Regions from separate parts of the Bombyx mori genome. Here region 2 is linked to region 1. A link is a contact called in public Hi-C data. All regions are on one chromosome and are shown on one strand. Each heading gives the region's core, a stretch centred on a gene start, on an enhancer-like site or on the middle of the called end of the contact. The rest is flanking DNA. Distances are from core to core; before and after follow the strand shown. Region 1 has its middle 19 kb from the start of LOC134199006. Region 2 holds the start of LOC101737078 (immunoglobulin superfamily DCC subclass member 3).

Evidence for each region. A called contact is a pair of places that touch in the nucleus more often than the background predicts.
Region 2: a contact with region 1 is called in a Hi-C map of whole pupa, with 2.0 times the contacts expected there. The contact joins the promoter of LOC101737078 here to the enhancer-like site in region 1. A contact is called at or near these places in 2 of 7 Hi-C or Micro-C datasets (both in whole pupa).

Annotation. Positions count from the first base shown.
Region 1 is chr6:9,336,501-9,341,022 of ASM3026992v2, reverse strand. No RefSeq gene overlaps it. Among protein-coding and RNA genes, the nearest start is that of LOC134199006, 19 kb to the left of the region's middle. Within about 2 kb of position 2,667, at least 4 of the 8 cell types and tissues checked have open chromatin away from gene starts, as enhancers often do.
Region 2 is chr6:9,386,468-9,390,989 of ASM3026992v2, reverse strand. LOC101737078 (immunoglobulin superfamily DCC subclass member 3) reads right to left here and starts at 2,028. Exons shown (of 17, transcript XM_012694244.4): 1 at 1,755-2,028; 2 at 1,317-1,509; 3 at 789-892. The coding sequence starts at 1,851.

The sequences.
Region 1 (4,522 bases), core at 1,418-3,917:
GTACGTAATTTGGCATTCTTAAATAATACGAATTTACATTAAAAGTAAATGATAAATACATTGAGATGCCAAATAAAAAATAATGAAATTCTATTTTATAATGGTCGTAAAACACAAACTTCTCTCCTCTCAAAAACACCACGCACGCAAGAAGGTTTAACAGCATGCTTTAATATGTACCTCTTTTAACCCTCGTAATAAGGATCGTAAATCTCAACGACAAAAACACTGCTGAATAAACTTATTGTACGTACGGTGAACACGAAAAGGAAGTTTGTGTCTGTGTGCGCCCAGATAATATATGTAGGTACATAAATTTTCCGAAAAAAGACATATGTCACTTCTTTTTAAAGTCGTTTGAATTAAACATTTATTCTTTACTAGCTGACCCGGCAGACTTTGTCGTGCCTCAATCTATCAATAAAAGACCTAAACTTTTGTATAAAATAAACTTAAAACAAACAAAAGGAATCCGTTCGACGGGGGACACATCAAAGGAAAAACAAAATTGTCATTTTTATTTAATTCCGAGTTCGAGTCCGAATATCATATTTATCTATCTTTTAAACCTTCTCTGGACTTCCGCAAATAATTCAAGACCAAAATTAGCCAAATCGGTCCAGCCGTTCTCGAGTTTTAGCGAGACTAACGAACAGCAATTCATTTTTCTATATATAGATGCTATCAAGTACGAAAATAACTCGCTTCATTGTTAATAATAATTTATAAACATATCATCAATAGTAAGTACCCTTCAGTATTTATAAACCTTACGTTTGAATTTTCTATGTAATACACCTTTGTACCTTCAGAAGAAATTCAAGAATACACAAAGACATAGTCTGTCCGCTTAAGAGCCTTAGAAACATTCAAAATAAATAGATCGTACATTCAAATTGTTCCTAGTAACAAAGCTTTTTAATTTAATCAATTTTTATGAACGTCAGATTTCGATCTAGACTTTATCTTTTTATAAAAAAAAAGTTTAAAACAAAATCGGATCTGGTGCACGATTGTTCATGCTATAGCTTGTATAAGCATGTATATTAATTACGACATGGTTTATGTGGAAAACCTCCACGCTATACATCAAGAGGCGTACATACGAATTAAGTCGTAATGTAGACTTGTGTTTTTGTTTGCAAGTAAAAATAAATCAAAGTATATCTCTGACCCGCCCAAAAAAAGGAAAGAGGAGAACTGAAATGTTTTTTTTTTCAGCGCAGCCTCAATTAATGTGAATGCTTCCAAAATATATATAAGACCCAATGTCTAAGCCTTTATCTATGTGCAATAGCAATGAACGAATTTATTTTTTTTATTAAAAAAAAAATTTGTAATAATATGATTTTTTTTACACGACCTTACTTTTTCACAGTGCATTCGTCATTCGTGTCATTCGTAAACATATATAAAGCATTTATTACACTAAAAAATTCGCAACATATCCAGTAAAACAAAAGTGAGGCGTACATTGGTTTATTTAATCTTCCTCTAAGGGGTTGAAATCCTGCGCGATACTGCAGCTAGATCCAAGATCGAGGCATCGATTTGTGGCGTTGTAGATATATGTTACACATCCCATGGACCACTTGCCGAACAAACTTGTCCATTCTCGAAGAGCTTCACATAACAACTAGACTGTCTACTATCTATTTTCAGCGTATACTAACCTAATTTTGACACACTGCTTGAAATCCCAACAACTTCGAAAAGCCGATGCTTTTAGGTTATGTCGACTGGAAAAGACTACGTAACCGATTATCTACTCGTTGGTCAAAATTTAATAGGATCACTTAGCGACATGCCTATACCAAAGCATTTAGGACTGCCAAAGATAGACACGTGGAGAGGGATTGTGCAATGAGTGATAAGAAAACAATCATCAAACTAGACACGACCTTCAGAAAATGAAGATGTCTACGGAATTTGATCAATGGCTAAGTCGCACAGCTCGATAGCGTCTTATCTAAGAGGGTCGTAGAAAGAATATCACTGTTATTCTACTACAATGGAGTTTTTGATTAAATTAAATAGCTAAGTGTCTATAGATTTGTCAATTAACTTGAGTTGGAGATTATGTGTTATGCGGTCAGCTAGTCCGAGAATCAAAACAGCTAGTATAATCAACAATAATAATGAATGTCAAAATATTTATGTTGCAATAGTTTTTCAAATCGTTGCTCATATGATTACAGTTTTGTCATTACGTTCATAGAAGACTAACGAGTTTTTTTTTTTTTCTAACTATTCCGCCAAAATGTTATGTCTTGGCGCTAACTGAATACCTAAATCTCATCCATACTAGTTCTCGCACGTAATGCCTCTCGTACTTGGCAGCGCAGGTTAGTAGGCAATAGCTTGGTTGTGAAATTGCTGATGTCCAAGGACAACGATAAATACTTAAGATCAATTGGACCGCATAGTCATGAGCATAGAAAAAGCAATAAGAAATATACCTAATGGTAAATAGTTACCAACACCGATGGAGAAATATAACATTAATACAGACTAACAACCAAATCAGATATTTGTAACCAGTAGGTATTTGTTTCATTATTGGATCAAACAGTGGTGATTGTTTTACGGGCATTAACCGGAATACTTTAAGTTTCTCAATGCTTATGAGCACAGTCCACTGATAATATAAAAATAGCGATGTCGTGTTCAAACTAAAAATAGCTATGATAAGAGTCAAGCTGTGACTAACTTTAATATTGCGGTCAAGCAGTGGTTTACTGCCGTAGACGAAATAATATAAATTATGGTGTAACTGAATGTGAATTATGGATTTTAGAATTACAAGCTAAGTCCTCGAATAAAATATCGTGAAATTAATATTGCAATTAAATAGTTAGCGTGATTTAATGTTACGAACGGATACAAAGCGAATTGTAAATAGATTAACCTAGTTTTGTTTTTGCCAAACAAAAATAGAACAAATCACAAAAATATGCTACTTACATTCGACTTTATACAGAAGAGGACATTTTTCGAGGTCTATTAAAATACTTCATGAAGGGCATTGTGGCAATGCCCTTCATGAAGCAAAGCAAAGAATTAACAAGAAAAGAATTAAAAAGCAAAGAATTAACTTCCCCTGAGCGCTACAATATGCTCTTCAAAGGAGGATTGAGGATCCATACCAGTAAACAGCAGCCTGGTTGTGCTCCTGGAATCACTGACAACTACGAGTGCCGTTCACCATCTCATAGGCCCTATGATCGTACGTCTATAAATACAATAAAAAATACATAAACACCATAAACCTAGAAGAGTCATTCTGTGAACTAACAGAGAAAAGCACAAAACTCGAGACCGCGAAACACGTTTTCGAGACAAAGAATAAAACGTAACGGCCAAATATATTTTCATAAGTAGACAAGGCGCGGAAAAAGGCGCCCCATATTCATGCATTTGTAAACAGGCATCATGGCGAGGATCTGAGGAATAAAAAGTGTGGACAACAACGACGTTGGAGGGACATTACACCTGACCGTATGTCTCACGCGACTTGATTTAGCTATGCTATAAAATAAATCTAGCCTCCTTTTTGTCATTATTCAACTAGGTGTCCACGGTGTTTAATTTTCTGATTAAGAACTGAATATATTATAATAGAATATACTATTAATGAAAAATCTTATGGTTCACATATAAAGTAGATAGACTTCGTTAAATTATTATTTAATGTGCACCCAACTCAAAATTAACCATCATTAAATCAATCAAAATAATATTCTAGACTCATAACATCAAGGAAAACAATAGAACTATTCCGGATTTCGGTTCTGTAGAACGATTTACTTTAGAATATAATGTCTTAGGTTTGCATAAGGTGTGTATACATATTACGTACCTCTTGATATTATTAATATTCAATAGTTAATCGCAAGAATGTATGTATAAAAATCAATTCATTAATTATAGTTATATAGGAATATAACTGCAAATGTAAATTATGATTTTATCTTATGCTGTACTGAATTTTTATTATAAACCCAATAATATTGTTCATAATTAATTACTTTTAAAGAATAGCAATATTAAAAGATCGTTATTTCGAACAATGTATTTTCAATTCAGTTTTTGTCCGAAACAAATCAGATTTATATCATAGCAAAGCTTAGCTTAAAGCGACATACCTAAAACCTTTCATCAAAGCGTTGAGCCGGAAGTTACCAAGCCCGGGGGATAAACAAAAAGAGAAGGGTTTTGCAGGCACGTCGTTATTAATGTAATAACTGACATTTTGTTTTATGCGAGTTTCTACTTAGCCTTAGTTTCGGTACGACGCCAAATATGTTTTTTCTTTTTCGTTTTTAGGGAACAGGCAAAAGATTTAAGGTCGATAGACTTTGAAAAAAGTTCGAGGTTCAAACAGGAAAATCAAAAATAAAATCAAATACGTACTATTTTTATCAATGTGATACTAAGAGCGTATAGATAGTAATTACAAAAAAAGAACATCAAAACTTAATCACCATTAAAGATTAAAAGATTCCATCTTGAAAATTTTCAA
Region 2 (4,522 bases), core at 779-3,278, 51 kb before region 1:
TTCTCCTTGACGTGTAGGTAAGCTCACGGGGCTCAAACCTGGAGTGTTTCTAACACTGGCCCTAGCAAGAGCAGTGCTTCGCAGAATCTACCACCGGATCGGAAACGCGACCCACTGAGAAGATCCGGCGAGAAACTCAGTGGGCTTTATCTCGTCATAACAATGTCAGCGTCGTTGAAGTCGTCGTGGCCTAAAGGATAAGACGTCCCGTGCATTCGTATCGAGCGATGCACCGGTGTTCGAATCCCGCTGGCGGGTACCAATTTTTCTAATGAAATACGTACTCAACAAATGTTCACGATTGACTTCCACGGTGAAGGAATAACATCGTGCAATAAAAATCAAACCTGCAAAATTGTAATTTGCGTAATTACTGGTGGTAGGACCTCTTGTGAGTCCGCACGGGTAGGTACCACCGCCCCGCCTATTTCTGCCGTGAAGCAGTAATGCATTTCGGTTTGAAGGGTGGGGCAGCTGTCGTGACTATACTGAGACCTTAGAACTATATCTCAAGGTGTGTGGCGCATTTACGTTGTAGATGTCTATAGGCTCCAGTAACCACTTAACACCAGGGGGGCTGTGAGCTCGTCCACACATCTAAGCAATAAAAAAATAATAATAAGAGAAACTGAAAACCTAGCTAGATAGAAATACATAACTACTAAAGCTGCAAAGGACTGTGACGAGAATAAGAGAACAATCAACAGGGAGATATAAGCATTTTAAAGTAATAGAAATTTAATCAAGCATAATGGACCTACAATATGTTTGAAATAAAGACAAATTACCGGCAATAGTAAGCGTGGCGTTTTTGCTAACTGCTTCCCCGACGGGGTTGCGTGCGACGCACCAGTAGACGCCCTCGTCGCTTTCCTTCTTGCCTCGCATAACCCTAGCACACGGAAAATAAGTTTAGGCCAAATTTAGAAAATTCGATATTTTTTTAATTAAGTTGTTTTGTAGCCGTTTAAATAAATATAATCATTTAAAATCATATTCCAACAATACAAAAACTTATGGTTTCAATATTTCTAGACATTTCTTTCGAATTCTAATGGGCCATAATGTATTTATTATAGGCCGCCTTTTGCTGGAACAGACTTCTTTCAAGAATTAATCTTAAAACTAGTGTAGAAATCTAAAAAGCAGGAAAATAAAATTACACACGAATTCTTTTAAAGCAAAATGCTACACAAAATCTGATAATAAATCGTTTTAATAAATTCGGCTGCTAGATATTTTGATGAACTACAATATCTTTGTTCAGTCTCAGTTAAAGTTCGTTCTATTACAAAATTTATTCATTTTATTCTTACCTAAGGAAGAGTAATCCGTCTTCAAGCAGCACTCTTTGTGGGTGGTCATTAGAAGTAAGAGGCGTGCCATCTTTATACCACTGTATTGTCGGTTTGGGCTTTCCTTCGGATACACACCGCAGAGTAGCAGGCTCGCTTCTACCGACTATTGTGTCGGCTGGATGTTCTTTTATACGCGGAGCCCGGCTTTGAGCTTTACCAAGGTGTTTATTAACAGAAAAATAAATCAATTAAAAACAATAAATCTGTATTAATTTAGTATATTTTATTGCATTGAAATCGTAATTCAAATGAATAGAACTTTCCTTTTATTTAAACGTATCAAAATTGATTTTTTAAAATTGATAAATGTTACTAAAATGTTTACAAAACTGAATAAGTTCAACAGTGATTAAAAATTCATAATATTTCTAATATAGAATAAAAATTTCTACTCACATCTCGCGGTACAAGGTAAATTCAATAAAAAATACAACAGTACAATAAATTTCACTTGATTGCATATTTGTTTATTCTTATTCGAACCGGCGATCATACTTGACACTGACTCACGGACTCACTACATATTTTCCCTTCACCATAAAAAAAAAAAAAACTGTTTATCTTTATTTCGTTCAATAGTTTATAAGGACATCGCGATGTATTTATAGAACGACGCGACACAACCTCCACCTCCGATATCTTTGGGGTTACTAAACCCCCACTCTTTAATGACATTTCGCGCCGACTCAGTATAACATACGGTTTCGCCAACCCTAATGATAATGATTTTGAACAATAAGATTAAGTTAATGTTTACTTCAAAAAAACTTTATAACGCTATAGGAAATTTGCTATTTGAAATTTTTACTTGCTTAAATTGACTGTTGTGGGCCATGGGATACTAAGAGGTTATGAAAACTCATAATTAGCACAGTATTTATACAGGCGCACGTATTACGCAAAATGTGCAAATTTTTCACATATTACGTCCTCCCCTGGCTGAATCCGTGCTCGCCCATCTATCCTGGTGAAACTGGAAAGGCATCCAGACAAGTAAGTAAGTAAGTGAGTAAGTAAGATTAAAATATTGTGTTTTGCGTGTCGCGGTACTAATTAATTTGAGCAAACCCAAAAGTTTGTTTAAAATCAATCAATTTATAATTTCACTGCCGTTATTGTTTAGTTTAGTGGTTTGACTAGTGCGATGCTGAGAGCCCCATTTTTCTAACAACATCAAAGCCCAGTCGGTGGGCAGCGGCTTGGCTCTGCCCCTGGCATTTCTGAAGTCCATGGGCGACGGTAACCATTCACCATCCGGTGGGCCGTACGCCTGTCTGCCTACTAGGACAATAAAAAAGTCATTTTTCTAAAATCTAAACATATGACCGACAGTTAAGTGTTTTAATTGATGTCACAATAATTTTTATTTCTGCCGCGTATAAAGGTTATACAATACAATGGACTCTTCACTATCGAAGGTGGATAGTGGAGTTCACATTGTGATACCTTTTTTTTTTTTTTTTTAACGCTGGGGAATCCATTTACGGATACCCGGTCGAGGGGGGTAACGAACCGGGTTATGTCGGACTCCGGCGCCTCCTGAGAGGAAGAAGGGGAGAAGAGAAGGGCCGAGGTCCTTCACCTCCCCCAATTTCTCACAGGAGACCTTTATTTATTGTGATACCTAAGGGTTCTGCTAACTTAACGACAGAGGACCACCACCATTTATGGCAACTAATGGCGACCATTATTAACCTGTGTGTCCAATAGAGAAATGAGATTGTGTTAGTTAATTAAAAAAAGATAGAACAGGCTAAAAAAAATTACTTCCCAACCAAACTGCAGACATAAAAGAAATAATACAATTGTTCCATTTAAAAATATATAAATTGCGTTATAATTCTTTCCACCGACCAATAAATAAATATGACTTTTAAATGAATAATGTGCAATTATCTTGAGGCTCATAAACACTGCTACTATCATGAAGAAAGTTTCCACAAATACATTTCGTCGTGTGAAATTTGTATATCTTATATTATATTTATTACATTTATCAGAGTCACTACTAATTACGACAAATTTCTATTTATAATTCAATTTGAGTGCTAAATTATTATAATAAATAGAACAAACACACGGATGTAATTTATTTATAGGATGATCTATTATATTGTGCCGGCGACATCGCATGAAATTGCGAGACCTTTACTAGCTACGAAGGACTGAGTTTCTTCGACGGTGTGTTTTTGGAAATCTTTTCCGCCACTTACCATCTAGAATTGGAATGAATTTACCTCCTCGGTGTTTCCTGCGCGCTGGGACATATCTTTCTTTAGACAAGGTATACGGAGAGTACTCGGTCGTAATCAGCGGCGTGGCTCTGCTCCGGCTCTGTTCTTTACTGATGGTAGGACCGCTTGTGAGTCCGCACGTGTAGGTAGCACCACCCTGCTTATTTCTACCGTGAACCAGTAATGCGTCTCGGTTTGAAGGGTGGGGCAGCCGTTGTAACTATACTTGAGACCTTAGAACTTACATCTCAAGGTGGGTGGCGTATTTACGTTGTAGATGTCTATGGACTCCAGTAACCACTTAACACCAGGTGGGCTCGTCCACCCATCTAAGCAATAAAAAAAAAAGTTGCTGACGTGTATGAGCGACGATAAGCACTCATTATCAATTGAGCTATTTACTCTTCTGTCTACATGGGCAAAAAAGAAAAAAAAAAGAAATCAAATTTTCAATTTGAATTTTAGAACATTCATTCGAACGCATAACTGCGTCGCGGCAGAAACAATCAGGATGGTCGTGCCTTTGATTATATACACGTATATAATCAAAGGGTCGTGCCTATACGGTATTACAAAATACCCTAACTCCAATATTCCACTCTCGCTGTAATTAACAATCCGAGCTACAAAGTAATCAGAGATATATAATTAAATATGAACTGCACATATGTACATCCGTGAACGCATATTGGGTTTATCTCAGCTAGCATTCTGTACACGTATCTCAACGTGTCAATTGTGACGGGGAGAAGTGTCAGTCACGTATTTACTTACCTAACTGTTTTGCAGCAACACCACCGAACTATCCTGATTCGAGGCTAGATAAGTACAATAATAATATACTAGATGATGACTGGTTTTTTTTTGATAACGCCATCTTGTTGTGTTAAAGACGGAAAGCGGTTAGTTGCCCTCAATTAAGAAAAATAA